3 separate regions of the Mus musculus genome follow, and all the other regions are linked to region 3. The links are chromatin contacts, called in public Hi-C and HiChIP or PLAC-seq maps. All regions are on one chromosome and are shown on one strand. The core of a region is the stretch at or near the end of the contact, and the rest is flanking DNA. Distances in the headings are between cores, read along the strand shown.

Evidence for each region. Hi-C and Micro-C count contacts between places; a contact is called where the count stands out from the background. HiChIP or PLAC-seq counts read pairs in DNA pulled down with a chosen protein or histone mark.
Region 1: a contact with region 3 is called in a Hi-C map of rod photoreceptor, with 4 times the contacts expected there. The contact joins the promoter of Lgals4 here to the promoter of Fam98c in region 3. A contact is called at or near these places in 1 of 484 Hi-C or Micro-C datasets (rod photoreceptor), 2 of 115 datasets of contacts at active chromatin or transcription factors (astrocytes and pancreatic cancer cells) and 3 of 9 other capture datasets (adipose tissue, liver and pancreatic islet).
Region 2: an H3K27ac HiChIP or PLAC-seq map of embryonic stem cells shows a contact between it and region 3, with 5 read pairs. The contact joins the enhancer-like site here to the promoter of Fam98c in region 3. A contact is called at or near these places in 4 of 39 promoter capture datasets (hippocampal neurons, liver and pre-B cells), 2 of 115 datasets of contacts at active chromatin or transcription factors (embryonic stem cells and stem cell-derived neural progenitor cells) and 1 of 9 other capture datasets (embryonic stem cells).

Annotation. Positions count from the first base shown.
Region 1 is chr7:28,832,362-28,835,061 of GRCm38.p6, forward strand. Lgals4 (lectin, galactose binding, soluble 4) reads left to right here and starts at 1,433. Exons shown (of 10, transcript NM_010706.2): 1 at 1,433-1,865; 2 at 2,087-2,175. The coding sequence starts at 1,821.
Region 2 is chr7:29,540,088-29,542,787 of GRCm38.p6, forward strand. No RefSeq gene overlaps it. Among named protein-coding and RNA genes, the nearest start is that of Gm38982, 14 kb to the right of the region's middle. Within about 2 kb of position 1,319, at least 4 of the 459 cell types and tissues checked have an H3K27ac peak or open chromatin away from gene starts, as enhancers often do. A contact at or near this core is called in embryonic stem cells, where this site is marked.
Region 3 is chr7:29,154,840-29,157,539 of GRCm38.p6, forward strand. It overlaps Fam98c (family with sequence similarity 98, member C), which reads right to left and starts at 1,371. Exons shown (of 8, transcript NM_001146023.1): 1 at 1,291-1,371; 2 at 1,046-1,191; 3 at 836-970; 4 at 313-518. The coding sequence starts at 1,331.

The DNA of each region.
Region 1 (2,700 bases), core at 183-2,682, 320 kb before region 3:
AACAGAAACAGGAAGGCTGAAAGGGACACCTGTTCCCTGTGCCCGTCCTTGTGTGAGCTGTGTCACTCCTCAGGACGCACAGTAGGGCCATGGAGTTGAGCTGACTTCATTGCTACCCATCTTGAGCCAATCAGTTCATTTCTTCCTTCTTTCTTTTTTTTTTCCTTGCAAGAGCAGCAAGTGCTCTTCTCTTACCCCTCTGCCGTCTCCGCAGCCCTTTACAGACATGCTGACTTTTGTTGCTTCTTAGTGTGTGTGCATTTGGGAGGAAGTTAATTCTCTTCCCATCACATGGGTCCTTGGGTTGAACTTGGTGGCAAGTGTCTTCTTTACCTGTTAAGCCACCCAGCCACCCCTCCCCAACTCCTCTTTTAATTTAATTTTATTTTTAGATACAGTTTCATGTAGACAAGTCTGGCCTGGAACTCACTGTGTAGCTGAGAATGACACCAGATTCCTATTTACCGAGGTGCATCACCACATCTGGCCAGTTGTTTCCTCCCCCCCCCCCCCCCTGTGTGTTTGTTTTCTTATCCATGAATGATCTGGATTTATGTTTGGAATGAGTGTAAGAGGTCAAACATTTACTTAGTGTTTTCTGTGTGCTGAGTGCCGATCCGGTGTTGGGCACTTAACTACTGTGGTGAGCATTTGCTCTCTCCTTCCCTGCATCGGTGGGGCTGGAGCCCAGGACCCCACACAGGCCAGACCCAGGGCTCCACCTCTGAGCTCTGGCCCAGCCCGCTCTCTTCTTTTTTTTTTTTTTTTTTTTTTTTTTTTTTTGGTTTTTCGAGACAGGATTTCTCTGTATAACCCTGGCTGTCCTGGAACTCACTTTGTAGACCAGGCTGGCCTCCAACTCAGAAATCTGCCTGCCTCTGCCTCCCGAGTGCTGAGATTAAAGGCGTGAGCCACCACCACACAGCTTCTTTTTCTTTTCTTTTTTCCCTTTTTTTCTCTGTTACCTCTCCTTCCTTCCTTCCTTCCTTCCTTCCTTCCTTTCCTCTCCTCTTTCTTCCTTTCTCTCTCTCTCTCTCTCTCTCTCTCTCTCTCTCTCTCTCTCTCTCTTTCTTTCTTTTTCTGAGACAGGGTCTTTTACATAGCCTTGGCTGTTCCAGAATTGACTATTTAACTGTTAAGCCACTTAGCTGCCCCTCCCCAGTTTGACACTGCAGGGGAGCCTCAAACTCTGCCTTCCTCCATCTTCTAAATGCTAGGGTTTAAAGTCATTGCCATGGTGCCCAGCAATTTTTTTTTTTTTAAGGCAGAGTCTTGCTCTGCAGACAAGGCTGCCCCTGAGCATGCAAGTAATTCTGCCTCTGCCTCCCGAGTGCTGGGGTCACTCTAGTATGAGGGCCACCTGCAGCCAGCCACCAATGGCAGAACTGGAACCCAGAACCTGTGGCCCCAGCTGCGTGTGCACTGGGCCCCTGTTACATAGCGTGTGGGGTCAGGAGGTACCCGCCCTTTACTCTGCTTCTGTTGCCCACCTGTTCAGACATTCCTGTGGCCTAGCCCCTGCCCTGCCCACCTGATCCACCCTCCCTCTGCCAACAGTCCTCTGGGCAGGGTTTTATGGTTCTGATAAAGCCTTGCAAGGGCAAAGTCCAGAAATACTTCCTCCTTGTCTGGGCCCTAAGAGGGTCAGCATCCCTGCTAGGATGGGAGACAAGGGTGTGCCCTAGAAGTCTCCACCAGAGAGACCTCCTGTACTCTCTCCCCTGCCAGCCACTCCCTCTAGTATAAGGGCCACCTGCAGCCAGCCACCACTTCCCACACATCTCTTCTCTCCAGGCAAGCTATCAGCCCAGACTCTCAAGATGGCCTATGTTCCAGCACCGGGCTACCAGCCCACCTACAATCCGGTGAGATGCCCACCTGAGCCCACACCTCTCTTCCCCAGCCCCATTTTCTCGTTTTCTCCCTTTGCTATGCTGGGCAAGTATTCTCCTATTGACCCATATCCTTAGCTCCTTACCCTAAGTCTCATCTCCCCCGCTTAAGGGACTGAGAGTCTTTGGGGTGAGAGGAAAGGGTTGTGGCTGGCAGGCAACCTCTGAGGCTCTTCACCTGGTCCCTTCTACAGACTCTGCCCTACAAGAGACCCATCCCAGGTGGCCTCAGTGTCGGGATGTCCGTTTACATCCAAGGAATGGCCAAAGAGAACATGAGACGGTGAGACAGTCCCCAGCGCACTTCCCCGCTCACCCCAGGGAGGGGCCTTCGCCTTCCCTAACTCTGATGCCAGGTGGTTTGAAATATGCTGAGAGTCCATTGTTCACAGGGTTCCTCTGGTGGCTTGTGGAGTACAAATGGCCTATGGGGACAGAAATGAACAGGGAGACCCCAACCTAGGAAGTGAGCAAAGGAAGGAAGCAGTGGAGGGCTAGTAGACTAAGGGCTGTGCGGGTCATATCAAGATTGGCCAAGAGAAGTCAGGAAGGGGTCACTACAAGAGGTGGCTCTATGACTGGGACAATACCCTGAAGTGACAGACTTGAGAGTTAATTCAGATCACAAGGTCAGAGCCATGCCCTGAGGTCACCTCCCTTGTCCCCTGTGTGTGGAGGGTACTCAGCCACTGTGTGATTCAGATTGCTACTGAACATCTCTGTACTTCAGCTTCCAATCTGTAAAATGGGATGATTGTCAGGTTTCAGTGTGCAAAAGAGCAATTCCACTAAGGCTTGGCTTTTTCCA
Region 2 (2,700 bases), core at 69-2,568, 390 kb after region 3:
GTCCCAGCACCGGGGAGGCAGAGGCAGGCAGATCTCTGAGTTTGATTCTAGCCTAGTCTACAGAGGGAGTTCCAGGATGGCCAAGGGCTGTTACACAGAGAAACCCTTTGCCAAAACAAAAAGAAAAAGGAAAACAAAAAACAAAACAAATAGAAAACACTAGCTATGCTCTTACCTGTTGAGGTCTCTCTCCAGCATCCAGTTAGTCATATTTAATAGATGTATTGTAAAAGCAAAACAAGTATATAATTTGCAAATAGTCATGCATATATTGGTATAAATGATTAAAGGTTTTATTGCTTCAATGTGCAATTTTTTTTTTTTCTGAGACAGGGTTTCTCTGTGTAGCCCTGGCTGTCCTGGAACTCACTTTGTAGACCAGGCTGGCCTGGAATTCAGAAATCCGCCTGCCTCTGCCTCCCAAGTGCTGGGATTAAAGGCGTGCGCCACCATGCCCGGCTTCAATGTGGAATTTTAAAAGATTTGAGACCACTGTTAAAATGAACACTTGAAGCCTGACAACCATGCTTCCCTACAGGGAAGAAAGAAAGCCAATGAAAGGGAAGCCGATCAAGAATCTTGCCAAGGCCTGAATTCACGCAAGAAAACCAATGTCCAGGGCTGGTAAGACGGCCCAGTGCTCAGGAACACCCGCCGCTCTTGCAGAGGCCTCTAATTTGGTTCCTAGCACCCACACGGAGTCTCAAACTGCAACTCCAATTCTAAGTGATCTGACGCCACCTTCTGGCTTTTTTTGGCACTGCACACATGAAGGCAAAAAACACACACACTAAATAAATATTTTTAAAGACAGATACTTTAGATAGTTCAATCAGATGCTTTTTAATTGTGTGGTGGTGGGGTCATGTGTATACCATGGTGTGTGTGTGTGTGTGTGTGTGTGTGTGAGAGATAGAGAGAGAGAGAGAGAGAGAGAGAGAGAGAACAACTTTGAGGAGCTGTTTTTTCACTTCTACCTGGCCTAGGCAGTCTTGTTATTCTTGTCACTGCACTGCGTTGTCACCAGAGTGGCCAGTGCTTCTGTCTTCACATCTCATTGTAGAAGTACTGGGCTTACGGATGCCTACCACGGTATCCGGGGGTTTTTTTTTTGTTTTTTGTTTTTTTCAAAACACAGGTTCCAGGAATTCAAGTTAGGTCATCAGGCTGCCATGGAAAGTGTTTTTACCTACTGAGCTGTCTCCCCAGCTCCCAGTTAATGTTTAAAATAGGAAAATGGTTATAAACACAAGAGGAGGCTAGGAGAGTTGGGCGTGGTGCTGCACGCCCTTTGTTCCAGCACTCTGGAGGCGGAGGCAGGCAGGTCTCTGCACATTCAAGGTCAGCCTGGTGTACAAAGCGAGTTCCAGGACAGCCGGGCCTACACAGAGAAACCCTGTCTCAGAGAGAGAGAGAGAGAGAGAGAGAGAGAGAGAGAGAGAGAGAGAGAGAGAGAGAGAGAGAGAAGAGAGAGGAGGGAGAGGAGGGAGAGGGAGAGAGGGAAAAGGAGAGGGAGGGAGGGAGGGAAGGAGAGGGAGTAGGGTAAGAGAAACAAAACTGGAGGTGTGAGCCTTGTGGACCCCAGGAGGCAAGCTTGGTGGATCAGCAGCTTCATGCTAGTGCCCACCCACTGTTGGTGTAGAATTGCCGGAGGCAGAGCTGGACCTACCGGGACTCCTGAAACCCATTATACCCATTCCTGGTGCTGATGGGGTGGCCAGACTGGTCTCTACTGTCAGAACCAGGCAGACTACGTCTTCTTCTTCCTGCTTTTCTAATTTCTCACCAGAGTCTCCCCCTCTGGTGGATCCTAACTGGAAAGTAGCAGTTAAGGGATTGTGGGAAACGGGCTATAGGCTCCCTCCCTCAGCTACTGTGGAGGCCAGCTCCTTTGAACATAACTGCAGCCATTTTGTATTCAGTCTCCATTTTGCTCAGAAGATGAAATTCAGTTCAGGTTCTCAGGGAATTACGCACAGATGACACTGACAACTTCTCCTAAAAGGGCATAGCTCTGTGGTTGTAATTCTCAGGCTCAGTCACCCCAGTGCTCCGAGACTCCCCTGTTCACCACCCATCCACCACTCCTTTCCTCATGCAGGACCAATCAGCCTAAAAGCTAGTTGATAATTCTTTGTCTAGTCAGCCTTGCCTTCTGAACTTCTGAACTTGGCTTTTCCTATAAAAAAGCCTGCGATAAGAACAGACTGGTACCACAATTATGCTCCCAGGTTTTTGGGTTTTTTTTTTGGTGGCTGCGATCAATAAGTCTTGGGTTGTGCATTCAATAAACTATTCTTGCTTAACTGAGATCCATGTTTGTATGGTTTGTGGGGTGAATTCCTGAACCCCAACATCTACTACACAAAGCAACGAATGAAAGGGTCTGATGGAGTCTGTCAAATTCTAGAAAAAAACAGAACCGCGACAAGGCAAGGTTTTGGGTCACAATACATATTCTATTTTATGATTCACAGAGAGCTAAGAGTTAAGAAACAGTTAAGAAAGCCTGCTGCCTTTTAGTTCCCAGAACCCATATGACAGCTCCTAACCATCTATAACTCCAGTTTGAAGGGAGTTGTTACCCTCTTTTGGCCTCCACAGGCACTGCACACATTGTGCACAGATGTTATGTGGCGGTGAAACACACACATAAAATCTTTGTGGCTGTTGTTTTGAGACAGTGTATGTGTAGATCTG
Region 3 (2,700 bases), core at 121-2,620:
CCCAGCCCACTCTGGGCCTGGGCTGTATAAGAGGTAGCTGAACAAGCCGGGAGGCATGTGCTAGTAAACGGTTGTCCTCCATGGCTGGCTTGAGGCTTGGGTTCCTGCCTCAGTTTCCTTCAACGGTGGGCTGTAACTTGTGAAGGGAAACAAACGGTTTCCTCCCCTAAGCTGGCTTTGGTCAGTGTTTTATCACAGCAAAAAGCAAATTAGAACGAATGGCCACTGTCGATGGGTCATCCTTTTTAGAGCTGGTTTTGAAAACAGGCTCCTTTCCACAAGTAAGGTACCTCAGGAGGAGACTCTCTCTACCTTGTCATGAAACTCCCGAAGTAGCTGGCTAGCCAGGGTTCCACGCAGGGGTCTGGGGAGCCCCAGGGCTTGAAGAGTTAGCGTCAGTTCCTGAACAACGCCATTCGCCTTCTTTGTCCCTTCTCCAAAGGATGGCACAGGGCTAGAATCCCGCTGGAGCCTTAGATGCAAGAGGCGGGCAGCCTGGAGCTCAGAGCAAAGAAACCCTAAAAAGAGGAGTAGATCCCTACCCAACCAGAACCTTGGCCCTTCCCCCAGAGTAAGCCTCACCCACCGACAATGGGGGATGTGGGTCCACTTCAGAACCACCCAACTGGCGTTTAACTCAACGCATTAAAGTTTTCAGAGGCCTCTGTCAGAATTCAAGCCAAGCCTTAATTAACCCTAGCCTATCTACCTGCGGCCTTCAAGCTCGCCGCAAAGCTTTGGCCACACCCACGGGAGTCCAGTCTGAGCGTCAGAGCCCGCCCCATTCAGAGGCCCCGCCCACCGCCACCACCCTGGGCCTTCCAAGCTCGCTCACGCAGCAGACGCAGGCCGCCGCCGGGCTCCCGCAGCACGGTGGCGCAGTCTCCGCCGCAGAGCGCGCGATCCGGGCAGTGCAACGCCCGCAGCCAGCCGGCCAACTGCCGCAGGAACTCTTCCTCTGTGTCCGGGCCTGCGGGAGGAAGAAGCCATCAGGAAGCAGCGGGTTCCGCGGCTCTACCCGCCGTCCACCCAGCTTCTCACGCACCGTGGCCGGCGCCCAGCACTGCGGTGCCCTCCTCTCGCCGCTCCAGAGCTCCCAGAGCCGTCAGCTCGGCCGCCAGCCGCGCGCACAGCGCCCTGAAGTCTGCACACGCGGGACCCCGAGACGCCCCCTCCGGGAGGGCATCGTACCTGCGGCGGGGCACGCGTCAGTGCGAGTCCCTCTGCGTCCGCGTCCCCAGGCGAGTGCGCCCTTCCCGTACCCCCAGGCCACACCACCGAATCTTTTACCCCAGTGTCAGAAGGTCACCCGCTACCATGGCCCCATCCATGGCAACTCCGTCTGCGGACCCGGTGCGCGCGCCCCCTTCCGCCAGGGAAAGGCTCCGCCCCCTCTTCCCTCCGCCTCCTCTCTCCCGCTGCTATCCAACCATATTCTCGTGCGAAGGCGCTTCCACGCTCCTATTGGCTTGGTCGCGCGCCACGCGCACCCTTCAGGTAACTTGTCCAGTGTAAATTTTATAGCTTGAGGTTTGGATCTACGAGGTCGCAGGAGGCTCGGGTGTCCCTACTGTCCGACTCTCAAGAAAAAAAAAAAAAAAAAAAAGCAAAAAGCAACTTATTTAACTTTTATACTTTTGGAGGCAGGGTCTCGATTTATACATTTATGTAGCTCAGGCTGGCTTCTTAGTCCTGCTTCCTCCTTCTGTTTGCTGGTTGACAGGCGTGTGACACGCCCAGCTGCCCTTTGTTCTTAGTGCACCCCAGACCGAAAGTCCCATCCGACTTGTTTTTCTTCCACTTTAGGATTAGATTTTCAGCACGTCTTCACATCCACTCTCCCACCTCAGCCAGACCCTCCTTCCACCTCACAGTGGGTCCAGTGTTAGCCAGACTCTCTGCCTCTGTAGGCCTTCGAAAGAAAAAGCAGATGCCATTGAGAAACTCCATCCTAAGGGGGAGGCAAGCCGATGGGACTGGGGTTGACTCCATTTGCCAGCTAATGTTTCTGCCAAACTGGTTTTTTCCATCTATGCGATTGGGATCCAAGGGCAATAAAGTATATGTTTTATGTGCCTGAATGTCGTGTGTGTGTATGTGTGTGTGTGTGTGTGTGTGTGTGTGTGTGCGTGTGCATGTGTGTGCGCGTACCTTGTGCCCACAGAAGTCAGAAGGCTTACAATCTCCTGCAACTGGACTTCCAGGACTTCCAGGTGGTCGTGAAGTCTTGTGTGGGTGCTGGGAACCAAACCCAAGTCTTCTGCTAGAACAAGTGCTCCTAACCACTGAGCCATCTCTCCAGCCATTAATATATTAAATGGAATCTGGCCTCACTAAGACCCTCCTATCTTAGCCCCCCAAGATCTGGGACTATAGGTTTGTGTCACACCCAATGTTTCAAGCACTCATTTTTTTTTTTTTTTAAGATTTATTTATTGTTATATGTAAGTACACTGTAGCTGTCTTCAGACGTACCAGAAGAGGGCATCAGATCTCATTACGGATGGTTGTGAGCCACCATGTGGTTGCTGGGATTTGAACTGAGGACCTTCAGAAGAGCAGTTGGTGCTCTTACCCACTGAGCCATCTCGACAGCCCCCTCAAGCACTCATTCTTAAAAGTGTGAGGATTATGGTCCATATGTTAAGGTGCATCCTTAGTTAATAACAAGTAAAGCCGGGCGTAGTGGCGCACGAATTT